Linked DNA regions of Pan troglodytes: region 1 is linked to region 2. The links are chromatin contacts, called in public HiChIP or PLAC-seq maps. All regions are on one chromosome and are shown on one strand. The core of a region is the stretch at or near the end of the contact, and the rest is flanking DNA. Distances in the headings are between cores, read along the strand shown.

The links. HiChIP or PLAC-seq counts read pairs in DNA pulled down with a chosen protein or histone mark.
Region 1: an H3K4me3 HiChIP or PLAC-seq map of stem cell-derived excitatory neurons shows a contact between it and region 2, with 2.7 times the contacts expected there. The contact joins the promoter of RPS17 here to the promoter of C15H15orf40 in region 2. A contact is called at or near these places in 1 of 7 Hi-C or Micro-C datasets (stem cell-derived neural progenitor cells) and 1 of 1 datasets of contacts at active chromatin or transcription factors (stem cell-derived excitatory neurons).

What each region holds. Positions count from the first base shown.
Region 1 is chr16:76,067,597-76,070,296 of NHGRI_mPanTro3-v2.0_pri, reverse strand. RPS17 (ribosomal protein S17) reads right to left here and starts at 1,266. Exons shown (of 5, transcript NM_001322790.2): 1 at 1,223-1,266; 2 at 778-929. The coding sequence starts at 1,225.
Region 2 is chr16:75,606,591-75,609,290 of NHGRI_mPanTro3-v2.0_pri, reverse strand. It overlaps C15H15orf40 (chromosome 15 C15orf40 homolog), which reads right to left and starts at 1,280. Exons shown (of 5, transcript XM_054667092.2): 1 at 1,129-1,280. The coding sequence starts at 1,221.

The DNA.
Region 1 (2,700 bases), core at 17-2,516, 460 kb before region 2:
TGATCAAGCGCCCCACCCCCCACTCGCCCCGCCCCGCCCCGCAGTTTCACGACCCTTCACAGCCTTCATTTTCTTCCAATTTCAAATTCACATAACTTGGCAATTAATACGTTGACTTTGGCACTATTCTTCCAGGCCATATGCCTATAAATCTCTCGAACAGTAACTGCAACTGTGAAGTAAGCATTAGAAGTTGACATCCAGCTGGGCGAGGTGGCTCACGCCTGTAATCCCAGCAATTTGGGAGGCCGAGGCGGGCGGATCGCTTGAGGTCAGGTGTTCGAGACCAGCCTGGTCAACATTGTGAAACCCTGTTGTCTACTAAAAATACAAAAATTAGCCAAGTGTGGTAGCACGTGCCTCTAATCCCAGCTACTGGGAAGGCTGAGGCATGACAATCGCTTGAACCCGGGAGACGGAGGTTGCAGTGAGCCGAGATGGCGCCACTGCACTCTAGCCTGGGCGCCAGGGCAAGATTCCGTCTCAAAAAAAAGAAAAAAAAAAGAAAGAAAAAAGTTGACAACTAAAAGCAACGTAGCTTCAAAGCAAGAGGTCTGACGGTGGCTACCTTCGACCCAGGGTCACCGCGGCCAGTCATGACACAAGCCTAGGTTCACAAGAGAAATCCTGCACACGCAAAGCTCTAGCCCTTCTCCGGGACACCAGGGAGTCTCAGGCTAACGAAACCACCAAGGCACCGTCTCTTCCCGAGTCGGAGGGCGGCAGAGCACACAGACAGACCGCGGAGCCCCGGAGGCCGAGGAAGGCCCGACTCACCCTGCTATCTTGTTGCGGAGCTTTTTGCTGGGGATAATGGCGATCTCCTCGCACACGCGCTTGTTCGTGTGGAAGTCGTTGCCCAGGCGCGTGTAGTATTTCTCTATGATGACCCGGGCCGCCTTCTTCACGGTTTTGGTGCGAACGCGGCCCTGCGGGTGGAGAGGACAGGATCACTCACGAGCCAGCGCAACCTTCTGGGAAGAGTGCGGCGCCGAGCCCCGGCCGGTGTGGTTGGGGACCGCCGGCTGCGCTGAGCCGGAGAGGGCCCGGCTAAACAGTGCCGGGCGCCGGGCTTAATGCGGAAGCCGCCGGCCCGTTGCGCTCCAGCCTGACAGGGCTCTGCGCCTTCCCGGCCCAGGGCCTCTCTGTGGGCTGAGGACCGCGGGAAGCTGCAGATGGGGGACGATTGTGGAGGATGGCGGCCTCGAGCCACAACACCTACCATGTTGGCGGGTCCCTGGTAAAAGAGGAAACAGGAAGCACAGGCGAAGCCTGTTAAAGCTTAGGCCAGAAAGCCGCTTCCGCCCGGCCACGGTCGCTCTGAGCCTACTCGGGAGCCACACAGCGCCCCCTGGCGGAGTGGAGCGGGGCGGCGGCGGCGCGCCCCTCCGGTGGGCCGGTGTCTGTCCCGCCCCCGACGGCTCCTCCCTTTCCGCTCCCCGCTCTCCTCGGTTGACTTGGGCTCGCTTCTCTCCCCCATCTGATTTTTAATGGGACCGCCTGTGCCATGTGCTCTAGCGTAGCGTCCATCTCTTCCACACACGCCAGGGAGAGGAGAAGCGTCCGGTCCTCGGGAGGACCGAGAAAGGAAGGCGATCCAGGGCCGTGGAACAATGAGGAAGTGGGGGATGGCGGCCGCCCAGGTCCCCCACTCAGTCCGCGGGCCGGAGACTTGTCAGGTAGAGACAGGGTGCGACTGGGCGAGACGTATCTCATTTCTTCCGGGCCTTTGCTCAAATGTCGCCTTATCAGAGGGCTTTCCCTTCAAACTTAGGTAAAATAACTCCCTCACTATCCCTGCTTATATTTCCTAGCACTTGCCGTGTGATTCGGCTTATTTTTCTCAACTAGGGGTGAGCTCCATGACAGTAATGGTCATTTTGTTTAGCTAATTCCCAGTGCTTGAACAGCGCCTAGCACGTAACAACCTCTAACATTGACGTGAAGGGCCCAGCTCACCAGCAGAGCTCCCAACACCTCAGGCACCTTCTCCATCCACTATCTTCAGGCTGTTCCTGCCACACCCATCCTCAAACCAGGGCCTTCCGAAGCCACCAGCGCAGGCTGCCCCGATGGGCCGCAGCCTAGGTAGGGCCCTGCCCCCTTCTTCCAACTCTGCTCCCTGGGCTGACAGCAATCCTAGGCTCCCACCTGACAGGGGAAGGCTGAGCTGGCCAGGCTGGATGAGTTAAACCCAGGGCTGTGCCTCATTCCTCAACGCACCTTGGGTACTCCAGTCGGACTCTCAACTGATTGGGGATGGAAACCTGAAGGACAGGAAACCCTGGCAGCAAAAAGTAGCAATGGGACAAAAGAAAAGGCCAGAATCTCAGAACTGCGGGAGCAAACTTCCAGTCAAGCTGCTGTCAGGCCCGAAGTGAAAGATCAGGGTTTTTTCTGTTTTTGTTTTTGTTTTTGAGACGGAGTCTTGCTGTCGCCCAGGCTGGAGTGCAGTGGCGCGATCTCGGCTCACTGCAACCTCTGCCTCCCAAGTTCAAGCGATTCTCCTGCCTCAGCCTCCCAAGTAGCTGGGATTACAGGCGTGCGCCACCACGCCCGGCTAATTTTTGTTTTTGGTTTTTTTTTTTAGTAGAGATGGGGTTTTGCCATTTTGGCCAGGCTGGTCTCCAACTTCTGACCTCAGGTGATCCACCCACCTTGTCCTCCCAAAGTGCTGGGATTACAGGAGTGAGCCATTGC
Region 2 (2,700 bases), core at 31-2,530:
GACAACCACACAACTTTACAGGTTACAAAATATTTTCCCACACATTTAATTTGATTCTTCCACTACCCCCTTTCACCCTTAACAGACAAACTAGGCTCATCAGTGGTGTCCAGGGACTTCTGGCCACCTAGAACGCTTTTCCCACAACCTTCAAGGCTCTACTCAATTTTCCCACGAAGGGTTCCCATCAACCCAACAATGTTTTTTCCTCCCTTGCAAGAAAACCTAACTCTGGCTTCTAAACCTTAATGCTTGTTCCTCCCTCTGCTTTGTATTTCCAATTCCTTGGGGGCAGGGATTATTTATTATTCATCATTGTATCTCATGCAGTCGGAGCTAATAAATGTTGGTGAAAGTGTGTATGTCTGCATGTTGCGGGAAAGGGAGGAAAAAACAATAGTGCTTGATATTTAAAGGCCTGTTATGGGACAGGGGCTGTGCTAGGAACTTTGGTTCAACAAATATGTAGGCAATGGATATGTAAAGATGAAAAGGTACATGGTCCTTGCTCTCAAGGAGCTCGGACTGCTGCGAGGGAGAAAGAACATACAAAATTATAATACACTGTGCTAAGTGCACCGATGAGATAGGCACAGAACATTACCCCACAGGCAAATCAGCATTGGGGCACTGGAGAATGCTGCCAGCAGGAGGCAGTGCTTGAGCTGAGTCTGAGAAACGGACTGGGGTTGGCCAAACAAAGATGGTGGAAATGGGAGTGCTGTATTCTTGACAGAAGGGGTGCGATCAGCCAAAGCAAGGGAGGAGAAAGCAGAATACAGCCTCCTGGGGAAGCGCAGGTCATGCCGCTGCGGGAACATGAATTGCTGGACTGGGAGTGCGGGTAGGAGGCCAAAGGTCAGCACACGCAGCCCAAGGAGAGCTCGGCTGCCGCCGGGCCCAGCGCTCAGAAGTCACCGGGTGGACGGCAGCGCAGCCTACTGAGGCGGGGCGACGGCAGCAGGAGCCGCAGCTCTGGGGGTGGCGGCGGCTGTCCTGAGCCCCGGAACTGAGAGACGGCAAGCCGCTGGCAGTGCCTCCACTCACTCCCGGGCCCCGCTTCTCCCGCGCTCTTCAACAAGTACCCCTGAGGCCCACCCCTCTGCCGCCACGGGACCTGCTACTGGCCTTGGTCGTCGCACCAGCCTTCTTAGGCATCTCGGCGCGAAGAAGCCGAGCGGAGCCCCGAGTATTAGGTGTTGCCCGGAGGTGCCGCAGCATCCCCGCCTGGGAAGGCGCCGGAAGAGCCCTCTGCGCTTGCGCAGGTAGCCGGCAGGAGCGGCCCCAGCGCCCGGCACATCCGCTCTGGCCAGAGGGCGACACCTTAAGGCCGGCGGGAGCGAGTCTCGTGGCCGCAGAACATGCGCGAGCCTCTTTTGTTCTGGAACGGGCCGAGCCCCAGGAAGTGGAGCTGCGGAGCTGAGGCCTCACCGTGTCTTGGCCCACCCTGCTCAGCTGATAGGAAGGTGTGTCACCTCTGGTGTTCTTTCCTAATCGGGGAAAGAAAGGTATTGTCACTTCTCAGAATTGGAGAGCGCGGCAAGGAGTGCACAGGGCCAGGTGTCTTCTCGCTCCCACAGCCAAGCAGCAGATGCAGAGTCCCACGCACTGCCTGTGGCCATCAAGTCGATATAGAGCCTCGTGGCGGCTTGGCCCTTGTGAATCTTCCACGTATCGATGGCGCACCTACCTTGTGCCAGGCGCAGCGGATCCCACAATGTAAAAGAAGAGGAAATACACTGCGACATGTGATACGGCGAGACATGAAACAAATCAGCAGAGGCAAGATCATGGAGTCACTGAAGGCTTTCAAGCAAGGGATTAGCAGCCCAATTTGTTGGGTTTTAGAAAGACACCGGCTGCACTGTGGCCGACAGAGGAAAAGCCAGAGACAGGGAGATCCGCCCCCTAAATGGGAGAGAGTGGCCTGAACTAGAGTAACCGCAGGGAGGGTGGAGCGCTGATCATTTCAAGGATCTTCAGGAACTGAAATGATCAGAACTTGGGAATGACTGCATGTGCGAATAAGGGGGAAGAGTCAAGGAAATGCCCAGGTTTGGGGCCCAAGGAACAGGTTTGGGAGGCCGAGGTGAGGAGTTCAGCTTTGGACATAATGAGTTTGAGATGCCCACAGGACATCCAAATACAAATATTAAAGGGGTAACTGAATATATGTGACTGGAGTTTGCGAAATCAAGGCTGGTGATAGAGATTCTGGAATCTTCTGAAAGCAGATGGCAATTGAAGCTATGGAAATGGATGAGAGAGTGTGTAAAGAGCACGAGGGCCCAGGTTAGAACAGCAAGGGCAGGTAGAGAAGTCACCAAAGGACACTGACCAGGTAGGAGTACGGTGTAACGGCAGCTAAAGAAGGGCGCTTCAAGAGGGAACATCAACAGTGATGAACACTCTGGAGAGAACATGTCACATGTAACGACTGAGAAGTGGCCACAAGATTTAGAAATCAGGGTGGTGTTGGTGACCCGGGCTACAGCAGTTTTAGTGGAGAGAAGGAAATGGAGATAATTGTAGAGAATAATCCAGTGACTTCACTGTGAAGGAGCAATTGGTATCTGGAGGGGCACATGACATTCAGAGACTTATTTTTATCATATTTGAAGATTGGTAGGAAAGAGCCAGGAGAAGAGAGGTTACAGCAGAGGACGGTTCCTGAAGAGGTAGGATCTGAGCTCAAGTAGA